Linked DNA regions of Mus musculus: regions 1, 2 and 3 are each linked to region 4. The links are chromatin contacts, called in public Hi-C and Micro-C maps. All regions are on one chromosome and are shown on one strand. The core of a region is the stretch at or near the end of the contact, and the rest is flanking DNA. Distances in the headings are between cores, read along the strand shown.

Region 1 (4,516 bases), core at 1,611-4,110, 260 kb before region 4:
TAACACTCCTGAAGTCACAACAGCATAATTACTCAGACATGATTTCCACAAGATGGGGCCAGTTAACATGTGGGGTGGGGATCATGGGATTCTACTCCTCCCTCTGGATTAATAGAAAGATATTATTTAACATGGGGAAGGAGACACATTTTCTTCAGTAGTCACTCATTGGTAAGGTGCACAGGGTCCTGTAAACAGCCCCTCCTGTAAACAGCCCTAATGAAACTTATCGGGTCACACACACACACACACACACACACACACACACACATGCATTCATACACACATACACACACACTTACATGCACACACACAGGCACATATGTACATACACATATATAACCATACACACATATGTGCACACACATACACAAAGCAGCACATACCGGCACATGCATACACACATGTGCACACACATATACACACATACATACACATTCTGCAAGCACTCTGCAGCTGAGCTGCAGCTCGGATCCTGTTTCCTCCTTTATGCTTTTGCAATATTTAATGTTACTCAATGTCATTTCAAAGCACTTAGCACAAAGCTGTATCTTTTCACGTGCTACAGATTGTGCTGTGACAGACCCTCAAGAGGTAAATTCCCTGGTGATACAACATGGAAAACCTGAAACAAACACATATACACATACACACAAAGGTATATACACACAGAGACACAAATATACAAACATACATATATATATATGACACATACACATAGCATACACACAAGCACATCATATAAAAACATACACCTATACATCCATATATATCCTACACAGGCATGTAGATACAAAAATATAAACACACATCTATGTACCATACACACTCATATATACCCATATATACATACCCACAGACATACACAAACATTTATATATATATGTTTATGTATGAACACACACACACACACACACACACATATATATATATATGTATATATATGTCACACGTATACAAATATATGTGCATGTCCATTTACAAACTACACAAACATACAGGCATGTGTCTACACAAACATATACATATCACACACCCATACACACACATATAAATATGTACTGCATACATATAGACATATGCACATATAGCACATAAACATATATACATATATACATACATGTACACCACAAAGAATACACAATTATATACACACATCACATATAAACATAAACATGCCCATATATGCAATGTATTATATAATCACATACACACATATATATATATCCATACAGACATAACCATACCACATATGTGCAAGCACATAAAAAAATACATACACACAAATACTTATACAAACACAGAGATGCAGGCATACATACCATAATTCAATAAACCCATTTAATTAAATTGACTATTTTATTGTGACACATGGCATTTAAATTACAGAAAATTTAAATATAAATAACAGAAAACACTGCAAAAATGAATGAATGTGACTGTGTGTGTGTGTGTGTGCGTTGCAGTTAAAACTCAAAAACAGAATTTGAAGAGTCCACCTATGTGGTAACTCCATCCTGGGGGAGGGCGCCTGCTGAGGTGCTGGGCCATCAATTTGCTTTAGGAATCCCCTGTGATGTTTAGAGGAAGTGAGGACAAGAGCTATACAGCCCCAGAGTTCCCCAAGAATCTCAGAACCCTCTAAATTTCCATTGGTGAGGGAGGAGGGTGAAAGGGAAAGAACAAAATAGGGAAAAGTCAGATGAAGTCATCTGAAGGGGATGATAAAAGGATCAAGGGCTAGAAGCAGAGCCTGGGGATAGTCCCTGGCTACCACCACCGTTTGCCCTATCAGAGGCCTGGAGCCATAGCTGGAAGGGCCAGTTATCTGGAAGAGAGCTGTAAACTCCAGAAGGGAAGGCAATACTTCTCCATGGGACTTCCCTGACAGGGGTTTCAGATCTTTCTCTGAAGCAACCCCAGGGCTTGTGACAGGGTTTCAGGGAAATGAGACAACTCACATGCAAATGTCACAGGAAATTCAGCACTGAGCCTTGCTGAGCAGGAGAAAGCACTCCACAGCCTAAAGGAGAACAGAAACCAGTGAAAGGAAGCCCCAGAGAACCAGAGAACACCTTACCAGGTCCTCTGTAATAATTAGAGTTACTACTGACCACCTACTGTGTGCTTAAACTCTGAGCACCTTCCCACCTATTCTTACAACACGTGTTATGAAACAGACATGATTTCTCCCATTCTCCTCTGTCCAAAGAAAGAAATACTCTCATCACAAAGTTTTATGGTTATGTGTTTCCTTGTGACAAGTCACAGATAAGCTTAGGTCTATTTATCATCCATAAGGTTATAGAATATCACAGCCTAAAATTAGCTGGTCCCTGGCCCAAATCAATCTGTTATCAATTAGTTGTGTAGAAACAGACAACTCATGTAGGTGCTTCAGGTCTCAGCTCTCTCAACATAGAATGGGGCTGCAATGGGGGTCTCTTCAGCCTTTGGCCTCCACAGGAAGTCATTTCACGCCAAACTAAGTAAGAAAATTACAAAATCACCATTAAATATTTTTAAAAACAAACTATGTATTGGGTTTATCATGATCTTGTTCCCTACTGATAACATACACTTCAGGGTAGTTAGCTTAACAAATTAAAATATTTTTAAAGTTGTGTTTTGGAGATGACCATGAAAATGGAGACAAAGTACTCAAAGTTAGCTCTCTGTCAGCAGAAATGAGGCACAGGAAAAAAAAATCAAGTCAACATTCTTCCTCCTACCCCCACCCCCAACCCCGGGAGTAAACCATCACTCACCGTGGGAAAATGATTACTTACAGGAAGTAAGGCTGGTGAGTCATCACACTGTTGTTCTGGGACTCTGAAGTGAAGCAGCAGAAATTAGCAAAAGGACTGAAAGGTTGGGGTGTGGTCTGTGACTTGCCACCAACTCCTTTCTGGGCATTGCAGGCTGAGGAAAAGCAAATAAGCTTTGGGGATATTGAGTCACAAGGCACTAAATCACAATCCTGTGCTGGGCTGAGGATCCCAGGGCAAAACCACACAGCTCAGCTTCCGGAGTCACTCCTTGAGCCTGAGTTCTCAGAACTCCAAAGTGTCATTGATCAGCAAACACCAAGTAATGCCACCTCTGGGCTTGTCCTGACAGGCAACCTGCTAAGTCCTGCCTGTGTAAGAGGCAGCCTCCTTATAGAGAAGATCAGCAAGCCTCAAAGGAGGACTTCAGTCACTTAGCACTACCCTCTCCTTCAATAATGGAATAATATACAGACACCACAATCACACTTCCTATTGTGGTCTTAACAAATAATACTGCACTTCTATTTTCTCCTCTGCAACTAATTAACCTGCTGCGAATGCTTTTTCCACTGGATTTTTCTAGTTGCCCTTTGATGCCCTTAGAAAATGTCTGAACAAGAAGCTGTTCTGTAATCAGAGGAATAGAAATACACAAAAAATTTTAGGATGAATCACCTACTACATATGCAAACTCTTAGGAGCCTGGGGTCCAAGATGGGAACACTGAACTCTTAATGTCTTGGTTTTCTCTATGCCATCTGTGTCTTGAAGCAATGAAAGGAAAAGTTCGGTCCGAAGATGTTTAAAATTCTCACAGGTCAGGACAGGCTATTGGAACAGTTTTTGTTATAGAGCCTGGACTGAACAGGACTCTACGGCTAAGGACACCAGTTCCAGGGTCATTTGCTGTATTTAAGTCTGCCTTACCAAGTTAAAATAATACAATCACAGACCCTAATATGTCCATTTTTTATTGGTGAACTGTGTAATTGTGCTATAGACAAATTATGGGCAATACAAAGCATTCAGAGAATTATTAAGATGATATTTAAGACATATTTGTTTAATTAATTAGTCCTCCCCTGTACCTCACTGAGCCATGGGGTTTCTGTACCTCACCCTGGGCACTAAGGGTCTTATGGCATGACAGAATTAATGTGTTAAGTTAGTTTGTAGACAGTTCCATGTCCAGAGAAATCTTGTTAAACCCATAAATCGTCAAGCCTGCTTGAAAAAAAAACACAATGTAGGTGAGCTTAGACCATGCTCTGGCTGCTCAAAAAGGCATTTCCTCAGATGCTCTGGGATCTTTGCTCCTTAGATTAATTCATTGAAATTTTATACATGTATATATCTTTTAATCATACCCACCTCCATTTTGTCCTGCCAACTCCCTCAAGGCCCTATCCCAACACATTTTCCTCTCCAACAGGTCCCCATCCGAACTTCATGTCTTTCCTTCCTTCCTTCCTTCCTTCCTTCCTTCCTTCCTTCCTTCCTTCCTTCCTTCCTTCATTCCTCCCTTCCTCCCTCTCTCCCCACCTCTCAAATGGGCCTAATTAGTGTTCCTTATATGCACATAAATATAAATATCAGGGCATGGGCCTACACCCTCCACCTCTTCTCCACCCCACCCCCAAATTCTTGGGCCCTCTCTCATCTTGGTACATATACAATTTTCAGTTAGGGGTAGTGCCTCATGAGTCACTCCTACATTCATGCAAGAATGTTGACTGGCTTAATCT
Region 2 (4,486 bases), core at 771-3,270, 380 kb before region 4:
ATGTCTCGATGTAGTTGGCCAACACAAAGCAAACTCAGTCATATTTGTTGTCCTTTGGAGTGGCAGGAGGGGCGGGGAGGCTGGCTGTGTGTGTGTGTGTGTGTGTGTGTGTGTGTGTGTGTGTGTGTGTGTGTGTTTGTATGTATGTGCATGTGTGCATGTGTGCAGACATGAGACAGACAGAGAGATACATTTTGGGTTGTTTGGGAACTTTGTTTCTGCTTATTATTTGTTTTCATTTTTTGTTTTTCGTGTGTGTGTCTGTGTGTGTGTGTGTGTGTGTGTGTGTAGATGGTGTTGTTGGCTTTCCTGTTTTGCTGTGTTGGGTTTTGGGGGGTGGGTGGTTTTCATTTTTTAAGATATATCTGGGGGAGAGGGAGAGGAAGAAAAAGAACATGAAGTTGGATGGGTAGTGAGTTGGGAAGAATCTAGGAAGCATCAACAGAGGAAAGAAATAACAAACAATATTGTATGAAAAAATTTTAAATGAATACTTATTATGTGTGTCTCTGTGTGAGTACATGCTCAGGGTATGTGCACAGTACTGCAGGTGCTTGTGTGTAGAGGACAGAAGGGTTGGTCTCTCCACAGCTGGATAGTTGTAAGCTGACATGAGTGCTGAGAACTGAATTCAAGTCTTCCTCTAGCAAAGTCCATGTTCTTATAACTATGAGTCATCTCTCCAGCCACAGAACCTTAAAACCTATGATGATTTTACCATCTGTTATCAACAAGTATCAGGAATATCTAGCATGTCTGGCCCCTTCTATGATGAAATTCTTTACAGATCACTATGTATTTTGAATGAACTCTTACATTTATGAAGAAGTAAGTGTCCTTGATCTTACATTTTCTCTGATGTTTCATTTTGATATCTGTAATTTAACATTTTAGTAAACTCCCTAGACTCAAATGAGATCACCTTGGCTACTTGGAAAGCTTGGGTTCTGAAGAGACATTTTCTTTAGCACAGACATACATGCCTTTAAAGGTTAGCCGCTTAGATCCCTCTCTATGTGTAGGCATGTGCCCTGGGCTTATCAGAGGACAGCTAACTTCAGTATGCTGTGGATTTCTTAATGCCCTGGGAAGGGAGTTCTGAGAAAGCTGAAGTGAAAAGCAAATGTATGAAAATAAACAACAGGTGAAAGAAATTACTTGAGTGTCAAAAAGGAAATACTCTGAAAACACTTGGAACACATGCTTAATTCAGATGTACTAAGAACAATCTCTCGACATAAAATAAATTTTAACTATAAGAAAAAGTTGAGAAGATGAATCCTACTTTGCATAACAGCATCATAGGGGAGGGGTGTTTTGTCTATTAATAAAGGGATATCTTTGTTTTGCAGTTTAAAGTAGAGTAAATATTCCAAATCATTAAGTTGCTTGTTTGTTAATGTTATCCGATATTATTCAGCCATTTACATATGATACAGGATGTGGTACTTAGATATTTAGTGTCTTTTGTAGAAAATAAGAGCAATGCTTTTAACACTGCCTCTAGGAATCCCTGTGCTTGTCAAGAAGCCAGACATGTAGGGAAGGAATCCTTAGTAAGCTGTAGAAAATAGTGACTGTAAGAACAAAACGGTGGTGCATGGAAGAGGATGAATAAGTACCTCCATCCTCCAAGACAGTTTAGATAATGAGAGGTGTGAAGCTTGTGGCCAGAGCACCCTAAATAGGCCTGATACCTTCTATGTTGTAAACGAGGTAGAACCAGGAGTAGGGCCTGGCTAGTGCTTAAACTGGTGAGCTATGAAGAGGAAGAAGACAGGGGGTGGGGGAGAATTGATACAAGATCAAAACAAATAGGGTAAGTTTGCATCACTCATGATGATTAGAGACAAAGTAAGTATGAAGAAAGAAAATAAAGCGGGAGAAAGGGAAGAACAAGGGGTTGGAAATGAGATGAAGCACATTTTAACAGTTTCAAATGCTACCGCCAGGCAGCTGCATCTAACAGTCAGACTACATTTTAGAGACTCCCCTCCAGCAGCAGTGTGGGAGTGAATTAAAGTGAGAGAATTTGAAGTCTGTGTTTGTTTTGTTTTTTTAATGGGCTAGATCATCTCCATGCTGTAGAGATATGATAAACACTAAATAAGGAATTGCCAGTGGGAACAGAAGCCAGATAGTTTTGGGGTTTGTTTGAGGTCATGCCCAATCTGAGGAACCAGAATCACAGGAAGCCGTCATGGGGCCCACTTGGCTCAAGAAGTAAAGTATGTGGAATATGGAGGAGCATAAGATACTGGATTATTTGTTTGTTCGACAGGTTTTTTTCACTGCCAAATTTAGATACTTGCGAACTCACGGGAGAAGGGCTCCTTGGATAAGGGGTGAGAATACAGATTGGTCAAAAGACTAGGTACTAAAGATACCGATCTGGGAAACCCTCCACAGCGAAGTGGGAACTAAAGATGTGAGAGATTAAGATGAGTCTGGAAAAGTAATCTGTGAGAAAGAAAATAGCCTGAGAACAGAACTCATAAAAGCCAGCATCCAAGAGAGGAGAAGGAAAGCTCACCCACAGAGGATAAATTGGGACAGAGAGAGAGAGAGAGAGAGAAAGAGAGAGAGAGAGAGAGAGAGGAGGCCTAATCAGTGTGCTCAAGGAACAGGGCATTTTTTAATGACTTCAATCAGAGAAATGTCTGGGAATATATGGGCAACAGCCCATTTGGGTTCTAGAAAAATAAATAGGGCAGAATTAGGGATGGAGTGAAGTTAGATCACAATAGGGAGAAATACGTGTTTGTTGGGTGTTCCGGTGAAGTACTTGGCTGACATGTGGAAAGTCAATATGTAGCAATATATGACCATGACCAGCCAGTTGTTGCACTAACTATTCCTACCTAAGGAGAAGACCATTAGCTGTTGATCACTCAGAACACTGTCCTTCCATCAAGGATAATTCCAAAGCAAGTGTCTTTGCTGCTCATATGATTTCCATGCTCTGTGTCAAGCTGCATTGTGTCAGCTGTGCCATTCATAGCAAGGTGGTCAGGAATTGAATTCCTGAAACTCAGAAGAACTGAGTACCCATGCCCTGATTTGGACTGCTGATGCTGTCCCCTCCACCTCCACCAGAGTTCATGTAAAGATCTTGCTTCATAAGGATGGAAGAAAAAAGATCTGGGCCAAATAAAATGGACATTATACTTTAAAAATAAAGTATTTCTTTTATTGAGGACAGTGGTAAATGCTTGCTTGTATTCTCAGAGTTTGGAAGGCTGAGGAAAGACACTCCCAAGTTTGAACTTAGCCTGAACTTTTGAAGGAATAGAGTACTAATATGTAGCAAATACTTTAAAAAGAAATGTATTCTGGCCTGAAAATGTAGCTCAGTTAGTACAGTGCCTGTGTAGCACGCTTGAAACTCATTTTGAGTTTAACACCCTAGAGATCACCATTCAAGCGTTCAGGCTAAGGCCAAAGTTGAACCTTCACATGTTGGAATAGCATTGCTGAGCCGTCAGTTGGAAAGCTCACATTTGGGCAAATTCATTTGCTATAGGAAAAAGCTGGGCTCAGATACAGCAGAATCCTTCCTGCTGGAAAACCATTCTTTACATAAGAAACATGTTCTTATATGGTTTCTGCTTTTACCATGACACCTTGCTATGTGGATGTGAACCCTTCTGTCTGCATTCTGGATGACTTTTGGGATAGCATTAGAAATGTAATTGAGGAAAATACATAATTAAAAAAAAAAGAAAGAAAGAAAGAAAATGTCAGGTTTCCCAACAGAAAGGCTGCCTCTGTGTGGAGGTCTGTTGCTGAGCTTTCATGGCTGCTGGCTGCCATGGAGATTCATGTCCCGAGCAGCTCACTGGCATTTCCACAGGATTTTACAGAATTCTTGCAAGTTCACTTCAATTATTTTGAAAGCCTAAAAACTAAAACTTCAATTCCAAATGCTCTTAGTCTGTAGCAATGAAATCGATGTGTGAAACAACCCCAGTACACACACACACACACACACACACACACACACACACACACACACACAAAGATACAGAAACTATGTCTTAGGCAATGCCTGCAGCCTCATTCATTCTTTAATTAATTAGTTATTTTTTTTACTTATTCACTTTACATCTTGCTCACTGCCTCCCTCCCAGTCACTCCCTCTTCTTCTCTGAGCGGGTGAGGCTGCCCTCCTGAATATTCTCCCACCCTGGCTCATCAAGTCTGCAAGACTAGTCACATTCTTTCCCACTGAGGCCAGACAAGGCAGCCCTGTTAGAAGAACATGTCGCAATACAGGTAACAGCTTTTGGGATAGTTCCTGCTCCAGTTATTCAAGACCCACATGATGACTAAGCTGCACATCTGCTACATAAGTGCTGGGAGACCTAGGTCCAGCATGTGTATATTCTTTGGTTGGTAGTTCAACAAGAAATGCAGGGGATGGAGCAGAGACTGAGAGAATGGTCAGCCAATAAGGTGCCCAACTTGAGCCCCATCTCATGGGTAA
Region 3 (4,241 bases), core at 1,265-3,764, 400 kb before region 4:
AGCCAACACAGAACAGATCTCTACTATCCATTACCATGGCTTGCTTGCTTTACCATCATTGTAAAAGCCAAGGGCTTTTACTCCAATGACCTAATTCCTCAACTTCTGTCCCAATCATGTCATCCTTCTTCCTGTGAAAGAATTTCTTCCCAACCTGGTTTCTTCGCTTTTAGAATTAGCCACGTCAACACCTCAGTCTACATGCTTTCCCTTACCCTCACCAAGGAGGGTTATGTTTGAATTGAGTCTATATTATAGATTAATTACAGCACCAGAGAATGAGGTTCAATTTAAAATCAGGGCAGGGAAATTGCTCCATTAACGGAAGAAAAGAAAACAGTACAGCCCAAAGGTAAGGCAATAACTAATGAGAATGGGATGCGGAGCAAGACCATTTGAAAACCAAGTAGGTGACTTCTACCTAGCATAAAGGTTAGAGGTTAGATGTGAAATGCTGCTGTTATTATTGTTCTGAAACAGAGGCAAAAGATGAAGCTTTTCCTATAGATGATTGGTATCACATTTGTTGGTTTGTTAACCCAAGCAAAGCCATGCTTCACGAAGACACTTTACAAATAAACAACAGCAAAATCCATAGGTGGGAACAGGGAGAAAACAGCATTAAGAAGGGAATTCAAAGAAAATCTGTTGCAGAATCCTTTAGTTCTGGGATTCATTATCTACTGCTGGTCACAATCCAATAGTAAATATTTTAGAGTTGGTGCGACATAAACAATCTCAGTAGCAATTTCTTTCCTTTTCTTTTGTTTGTTGTTTTTCTTACATTTTAAAATGTAAACACCATTTCTGATTCCTTATTTGTGTACAAACCACCCACACACCAGACTGGGCTCACAAACTTTAATAGATTGTAATATCTAAAGCCAAACTTTGTCTTAGATAATCTATACAAAACTTTTTAAATTGGAGGCTGGGAAAATGGCCAAGAGGCTTATCTCCCTTGATTCTCTTACAGAGTTTAACTCCCAGCAGCCATGGCATGCAGTATGCCACCATTTGTAAGACCAACTCTCGGGGCTCCAATGCTGGTTTTTGGCTTCTTCAGATACCCACACACACACATGCATACACATGTTTAAAAATAAATATAAATAGATTTAGAACTTAAGACACTGAATTGTTTAAAAAGAATTTCACTGGGTTATGATTCAAGGGTAGGAAACAAGTTTTAAAATTATAATCCAAGCTGTCAGGTCAGAGGGCAGAATTATCAGTTTTCCTTTTCTTCCTCCATTCCAGAAAAAAATAATAAATTTAAGAAAATAATATTAAAAATGGGAGTTTTCTTTAAATTTTCCTTAAAAAGTCATAAAATACCAAAATAATTGCTGTCTAATATAGCTTTAGATGGGACAATCATGTATTCTTCATAAGTAGAATGATAATATTAACTTTTGGTTTAGTTATGTAAAGGGAGAATGGCCTTATCACATCTACAATTGGAAAAATGTATGAGAAAAAAATATCTAGTGCTAAGGAAACTAACTTAAGAGATAAACTATAAAATGTACAGTTGGGGATAGCAACATTTTTTTTTAATCAGAAAAAGTAATCAATGATTGTTTGTTAAAATTCTTTAATGTGAATGTTCTGGAATGATTAACAAAGCTAAGACCATCCTTCTTGGAAGGCAAGTGTCAGCTCAACAGAGAAAGGCACGACCTAGATTCTGTCACTGCAACGACCCTACTGTCAGCAATTTTATTCTCTGGTATCTCTTCAAATACTAAGAAAAATTTAAGCCTTTATATGAATTTTAAACTCTCACTTGTAAGTGATTCCCATCATGTTCTCATCAGGAAGAAGAAGGGGGAGGAGGAGGAGAAAGAGGAAGAGGAAGAGGAGGAGTTGGATAGTCCTGAGCATCCCCAAGGACTGCTAATCTCTTTCTAATGTTACCTGTTCCTCCAGACACCATGCACCTTTAAAGTAACACCTTACCCATATTGTCTCACAGGAGCCCACCAAAAGTAACTGAAGACTCCAGCAGTGTATCTTTGCCTTGTGGCAGTCTCCCTTTGTCTCCAGCTCTCCACAGAAACTTCCTTCTGGGAGTCTAGACCATGACTCTCCATAGCTCTCACACATGGATTTCAAAACTCCATCCCTGATTGCTGTCTGCTGAAACACTATAGCATCAAAAGCAAGTGAATGCTTCAAGCTCAGAAAGTCCTCTGGACTCACATCTAAAGCAGCACTCTGTTGGTTCACACTTTAAAACAAGCTATTTGGTACCTGCATATCCCCAGTTCCTTTTGTATGTTATGTATCCATGCTCACCTGCCACTCTCACTAATGTTCAGATAGGCATTGATTTCAGATTGCTTCAAAAGCTTTGTCATAACACGGCACTGTCCTTTCCCTGGGTGTAGCCATTGGAATGCTCTTTATTTGAACTTGAAATGTACTGTGATGACACAGATATCCCTAAATCTTGACAGTGGAAACAAAAGAGAATATTAACTTTTAACATGACAGCAAAGCCATGAGTCACTCTGAGCTCTTGTTTACTCTTCAGAGTGCCAGAGGCCTTACTGTGGCACAGGTCATGATCCCTGCCAGCCCTAGGAATCATATGATTTTTTTGACTCTGGTTGTAAAATATGTTTGGCTCTCATAATTTATACTATTCCAGTGGGATTCCCCTTATATTTACCTCTTAGATGCTGTCACCGTTGCCTTCTCCTAGTCTCCTAGTTATTCTTCCTGCTTCATATGTATGATGATTTGGACATCTTGCCTTGTTGGGTTGTTTTGGTATTTTCTTATCACTTGAAAGAAGTAATGTAAGATGAGAAGGGTTTGTTTTGATCTCGGCATAAGAGCTTATGGACTATCGTGGTAGAGAAGGCAAGAGTGAGGTAGTAGAATCATGAAGCAGCTGGGTCAGTGGTGAAGAAGCTGAGGTCATCCTGAGGTATGCCAGGTTTTAATAACACACACCAATGGCTATTTTTTTTTCAAGGAGGCCACATACCTCCTGAAATCTCTGTGATCTCTCAAAGAACAAACAAACAAGAACATTTGGGAAATAAATGTTTAAATGTATCATCCTATCAGGAATCCTTCAATTAAAATTATAAAAAATGATCTTCCCTAGCATTCTTAATGAAACACTCACTCTGCAATTACTAGAATGGGGTAAAAGTTCATATGAGATTCGTATTTCTACTTGTTCTGCATATGGGTCTTTCATGCCAAAAGTGCAACAAAGTCAGAGATAAAGGTCCAACTCTGGCAGGCATTATTACTGACTGGATAGTAGATAATGACTTGGAAATACTAATGAAGCACATAAGGAAATTTTAACACAAGAAGATGTATGATAAATAGTTTCATTAACCCTTTTTAGAAATCTGAAACTGTCCTCTTTAATTTTTTATTGGTTTCTTCCTATGGTAATATTATTAAAATATCTCATTTTTAAATTTCACAGCACAGTTACACACAAGTACAGAACTCAGTGTGCAGGTCAGTTACGTACGTGATACTGTAACTGACCATGCACAATTGGGATAGTTGTCCATAAAAATGAAGAAGGTTTTTAACACTGTTGCTTATATTTAACAAAAGATAATGGTGTGCTATGGGTCTGCTTTTATGAATAAGTTTCTACATATACATTTAAATTACACTCATATAAACATACATTTCATATATTTATCACATAGCACACACACACACTTCATAAGACTATTGAGAACTTTTTGTTGCAGACTCTTTTTTTTGTGATTTTCTCTTTTTTTTAATTTAAATATTTTTATTACGTATTTTCCTCAATTACATTTCCAATGCTATCCCAAAAGTCCCCATACCCTCCCCCACCCACTCCCCTACCCAACCATTCCCATTTTTTTTTTAGCCCTGGCTTTCCCCTGTACTGGGGCATATAAAGTTTGCATGTCCAATGGGCCTCTCTTTCCAGTGATGTCCCACTAGGCCATCTTTTAATACATATGCAGCTAGAGTCAAGAGCTCAGGGGTACTGGTTAGTTCATAATGTTGTTGTTGCAGACTCTTAAGCACCATCCTAACACTATCTCTTTAAACACCACCTTTATGCCAACCATCCTTGGTTACCATCCCTCAGAGTGCTCTTACAAGAGTGATGACATAACCTGACTTCTAAATGTCACACTAAGTGTTCCATGGTGAATTGTGTTTCATTAAAAATTTCTAAGACTCTAGCTACATATGTATCAAAAGATAGAGGCCTATTA
Region 4 (4,600 bases), core at 2,031-4,530:
TTAGGGAGTGTTGGCCACAAAGAAGGCTTCATTTTCTAGCAGTCAAGGGCTTTATTGCCATCCACAGTAGGCCAAGAATAATTCATTGCTGCCTCCTTGAGCAGCTGTTCCTTAATTCTATTGTCACCACAGAGTCAATCAAAAGAGAATAAGGAAGTTTATTATTTTGATTTGTTTCTTTAAACCTGAAAAATCAGGAAATAAGCCTGCAGTCATAAAAATATATAAATTCAATCCCAGTTCCTCAGTCAGGAAAAGTACCAGGCCTTGTAAGCTAAGCAAACTTAACTGCATCACTACTTAGACATACCCCCCACCGAAGGACCTGATAGCATTGCCAGGCCAGGCCATGTAGAGCCAAACTGAGCCCAGCCATTCATGCAGCTCTGAGGGAGCAAGAGAGAAAGTGGACAGTGCCCAGTGCACAGCAAGCGACACCTCTTTGCTTATATATATAACTCTCAGTAAGATGGCTACAGATCACATTTCCGGGCAAATTTTCTACTTGAAATTAAAACATGTGTATTGGGGGCTTCTATTAAGCTTTTTTGGTTTTCACAATAAATTTCTGGTTATGTTGTCTTACCTAAGGTTCCTATTCCTCTGAAGAGACACCATGACCAAGGCAAACTCTTATAAAGAACGACATTTAATTGGAGCTGGCTTATTGGTTCTGTGTTTCAGTCCTTCCATCATCATCATGGTGGGAAGCATGGCAGCATCTACGCAGGTCTATCTTATTCTGAATGCAAACAGGAGAAGGCTGAGCATCCTCAAGCAGCTAGGAGGAGGCTCTTAAAGCCCACCTTCACAGTAACACACTGCCTCCACAAAAGCCACACCTACTCCAACAAGGCCACACCTCCTAATAGTGCCACTCCCTGAGCCAAACATATTCAAACCACCACATATGCTTTTGCCAATAATACAAGATCTTCAGGGGAGTAGATTTTCCACTCCGTTTAACACATACAGTTCCCTAGGTGCTAGCATCTAGAAGGGAGGTGACAATGTAGGAGTGAATGGGATAGCAGGCACTACCTGTGTGCTGCAGTCACCTTGTTCTGTCTGGACCTCAGCCCCACCTCCACCTTCTCAGAATCCCTGCCCAGAGGATGCCTACCTCATTAGTTGTTTGATCCCAAGATAAACAGCCTGTCTTAGTCAGGGTTTCTATTCTTACACAAACATCATGACCAAGAAGCAACTTGGGGAGGAAAGAGTTTATTCAGCTTGCACTTCCACATTGCTGTTCATAACTTAAGGAAGTCAGGACTGGAACTCAAGCAGGTCAGAAAGCAGGAGCTGATGCAGAAGCCATGGAGGGATGTTTCTTAGTGGCTTGCTCAAGATCAAAAGTAACACTTTCATTAATACAATTTTTGGAAAGAGTTGAAGCTTTGTACCCTTTTTATTATTATTATTTGTGGGTGTCTTTTTTTCTTTTTTGTTCTAAGAGTATAACCCACGTATAGGCCCTTTAGTCAATTCTCATTTTCCTTATTTACTTATTTCATTAGATATTCTTGTTTTATTATTTATGCTGTTTTTTGTTTTTGAGTAAGAGTCTCAAGTGGTCCAGGCTAGACCTTGAACTTCTGATCTTCCTGTTTTCATCTCCCAAATTCTGGGATTACAGTTATCTACCCACCACACACATCAATCCTCATATTCTAAGGTCACTTGAAAAACTTTTTTTACTGAGTGGATTTGCCATTAACCTAATACAAAATTAGATTAGTTCTTGTTTCATTTTGAATTTTTATACTCATGTCCTAAAATATTAGCAATATAGTCTATTTGTCTTCCACAGGGGCATATAAAGAAGTCATTCTTCATTTCTCTTTACAGCTGTATAATATTTCCTTGTATAGAGATATCCCAGTTAAGATTTGTCTGCTGAAAAGCATGTGAGTTCTTTCAATAGTCTTATGGAAACATCTTCTGAGATCTGCCAGCACACCTGTACAGTAATTTACATGATGGAGCACTAAATGCAAAACAGTCAATAAAATATCTTTAAGCTGCATAAGTGTGAGTAGCAGTCATGCGGAGCAATGGTCCTCGTTTCCAAGCTCAGGGAACAGAAGGAGCCTTTGGTTCCTGGCAAAAGTCAGCAATTGTCTCTTCCAGAAAACTCATTGAGTCCTCATAGCAAAGAACTTTTTGGAAGTATACCAAACATGTCCCAAAGGAAATAAATTCTTGTTAGTAGCACTCTGGATAGGCGTGGACCACTGCCACACACCAAGTGGAATCCATGTTATGTATGCATAAAAAAAAATTAGGCAAAGTCTAAACTGATCTTAAAACTCCCCTGGAAAGCGTCGTATTGGAGACTGCCACACAGTGAATGCATGCAGCTGTATTTCCTCTGACGTGAAAACCTAGCAATGTGAGTTCAGTACTGGGTGAAAAACTCCTGGATGCTCAGTACAGGTCATTTGCCACCAAGTGCAGCAAAGAAGACAATTAGTATCAACCATTCTCTTGGAGGTTGAGCCTGGTTGCTATAAGGGCATGTGATGTGTCTCCAATGAAGGCAAATGTAGGCAAAAAATATGGCACTTTACAAGAATGTTGCTCTAAATGGAGATAAAGCAATATGTAGTCCATTTTAAAAGATTTTTAAAATGTGTGTGCGTGAGTATTTGTCTGTGTTTAGGTGAGTACAGGCGTCCAGAGTCAAGAAAAAGCTGAAAGTCAGGACTTTCAGAGTTGGCATTAACAGGTGACTGTGGATCAGGGAGGAGCTCAGAGCAATGCCATGCTTTTAACCACTGAGCCATCTCTCCAGCACCCTGCATTTCCTATTTTTAAATTCAGTTTTTAATTCCTTATGCACATTATCATAAGGCTCCACTGCCACTTCTTTTATTTCCACAAGCAAGGCACATTCTTGACCAACAGCTGTGCAGCAAAGGGTTCCTCCACAAATAATCCAGTAAATTCCCATGAAGCTCCATTTAAAAAAGAGATGTCTGCCCAGGGGAGAATCTAGCTGTGTCTGGTGACTCCCCTATGACATCTAAGAGTAATCTTTGCCAAGCGATTGTTACAAAAAAAGAAACCCCGAAGTTATACTATCAAGCAGAAAACAAAACAAAGAATGTCATGGAAAATGTCAGTACAGGTCATCACTGGTCTGGGCCTTCGGTGTGGAACGTGCATGCTGAAAGCCAGCATGGAAAATCTTTGCCCTGCATCTATGCAGAGCAGGAAGCAGCTCCCAGCAGGCCTTGCTCTTCAGACTGGCCTGTGTTGAACTTGGCAGGCTGCCTACTGCTTCAGCTCCTGGACCTCAGGCTCATTGTTCCAGGGCCACGGGCAGCATTTAAGACATAATAGGCCTATGTGACTACTTAGGGTTCCCAGCACAGAAAAGGACTTAGTCCTTATCTAGTAACAGCAAGCTGAATGCACGTTAAAAGTCTTTAGAAGAAGCAGATTTTTTTTCCCCGTTTCTATTCTTATTTGTATTTTTGGCTGATGAATTCCACTTGCATTGGGGCTCTGGAAACAGAAACAGGATGAGTTAAGTCAAAAGAAAAAACAAGCATGGCCTTTTGTGGAACCCTGGGAGGTATTTAGAGCCTTGTGTCTTAAGAGACTGGATGCCTTTTTGCTTTCCTGACCCAAGCTATTTTTTTCTTTTCTAATTGCCAGCCTTGGTAGCTATCAGTACTCAATACCAACCGACAGGTCGTGTGGATATTTTTCTACACTCTAAAGCCATTTCAAACACAAGAAAGTGTGGCTTACTCATCGTTTAGTCAAAAGGGAGAAAAGACCCTTTCCACTCTCCAGACTGCCATAGGCATTGTGTAAAAGTCACATGGTTGGATGCTGATAAACCCTCAAGACAGTGTCAGACATGGTGGCACAGGGTTTGAGGCCAGCCTGGGTGGTATACAGCCGCAGACCTCTACCTGCCCTGGTGCACACTGAAGGATCCTGTTGGTGCCACAGGGGTTTCCTGGGCTGTAGACCTTAGCAGGCTCTTTGCACCCCCACTCTACCTTCTACCCCAGAGCACAGCTGGTAGTTCCCCCAGGCCAGAGGTACAGCTCAGCCTCCATGCCTTTGGTGTGGCTCTGACTCTCCCTGTAGCAAAACCCAGCGTCCTGGAGAGTCAGGCTCCAGAAGGTGTTTGTTGAATTGAAGGAGGGGTCCTAGTTACCTACCTCCACCAAACCCCACCCTCGGATGCAGCCAGCTGGCCCTCAGTGCTGGTTTCCATTCCTCTCCTCTCTTGCTTTTGTTTATTCCAGACGCCAGGACCCCACTGTGGAGTCTGAAAGCAAGGTCTGGTCACTCAAATGACTTGTCCTAGTGTTGTCTTCTTGACCTTCTTGAACTGATGTCAAGGGAGGAACTTTGTTCCTTTAGGACATTGTGCTTTAGAAACATATTTAGCAAGGCTGGAGGACAGACGGAATGGGTGCAGCTTAGGTGTCATCTTTGGGGGTGACCTTTGCTCCAGACATGATCATCAGCCTATTTTAAGTTTTTACACTAAAGTCACTCTAAAGGCAATAGGCAATAGGTTTCAAAGGCATGAACTACTCCGAGCTTGTTCTGAAATGAATGAGAAGGCAGA

Evidence for each region. Hi-C and Micro-C count contacts between places; a contact is called where the count stands out from the background.
Region 1: a contact with region 4 is called in a Hi-C map of liver, with 2.4 times the contacts expected there. The contact joins two enhancer-like sites. A contact is called at or near these places in 11 of 484 Hi-C or Micro-C datasets (CD4 T cells, bone marrow-derived dendritic cells, bone marrow-derived macrophages and 7 more), 6 of 115 datasets of contacts at active chromatin or transcription factors (bone marrow-derived dendritic cells, cardiomyocytes, embryonic stem cells and 3 more) and 2 of 9 other capture datasets (bone marrow-derived macrophages and embryonic stem cells).
Region 2: a contact with region 4 is called in a Hi-C map of uterus, with 2.0 times the contacts expected there. The contact joins two enhancer-like sites. A contact is called at or near these places in 4 of 484 Hi-C or Micro-C datasets (bone marrow-derived macrophages, embryonic fibroblasts and uterus).
Region 3: a contact with region 4 is called in a Micro-C map of granulosa cells, with 2.8 times the contacts expected there. The contact joins two enhancer-like sites. A contact is called at or near these places in 1 of 15 datasets of contacts at CTCF or cohesin (the NIH/3T3 cell line), 7 of 484 Hi-C or Micro-C datasets (the 3T3-L1 cell line, the HL-1 cell line, MC3T3-E1-derived osteoblasts and 4 more), 2 of 115 datasets of contacts at active chromatin or transcription factors (heart atrium and neural progenitor cells) and 1 of 9 other capture datasets (embryonic stem cells).

The regions. Positions count from the first base shown.
Region 1 is chr10:37,335,790-37,340,305 of GRCm38.p6, reverse strand. It overlaps Gm26535 (a long non-coding RNA gene), which reads right to left. Exons shown (of 5, transcript XR_871577.1): 4 at 2,790-2,922; 5 at 1,358-2,485. Among named protein-coding and RNA genes, the nearest start is that of Gm26535, 19 kb to the right of the region's middle. Within about 2 kb of position 2,860, at least 173 of the 459 cell types and tissues checked have an H3K27ac peak or open chromatin away from gene starts, as enhancers often do. A contact at or near this core is called in granulosa cells and liver, where this site is marked.
Region 2 is chr10:37,457,390-37,461,875 of GRCm38.p6, reverse strand. No RefSeq gene overlaps it. Among named protein-coding and RNA genes, the nearest start is that of Gm31330, 23 kb to the right of the region's middle. Within about 2 kb of position 2,020, at least 2 of the 459 cell types and tissues checked have an H3K27ac peak or open chromatin away from gene starts, as enhancers often do. A contact at or near this core is called in uterus, where this site is marked.
Region 3 is chr10:37,478,779-37,483,019 of GRCm38.p6, reverse strand. No RefSeq gene overlaps it. Among named protein-coding and RNA genes, the nearest start is that of Gm31330, 44 kb to the right of the region's middle. Within about 2 kb of position 2,514, at least 39 of the 459 cell types and tissues checked have an H3K27ac peak or open chromatin away from gene starts, as enhancers often do. A contact at or near this core is called in granulosa cells, where this site is marked.
Region 4 is chr10:37,077,316-37,081,915 of GRCm38.p6, reverse strand. No RefSeq gene overlaps it. Among named protein-coding and RNA genes, the nearest start is that of Marcks, 59 kb to the left of the region's middle. Within about 2 kb of position 3,280, at least 100 of the 459 cell types and tissues checked have an H3K27ac peak or open chromatin away from gene starts, as enhancers often do. A contact at or near this core is called in granulosa cells, liver and uterus, where this site is marked.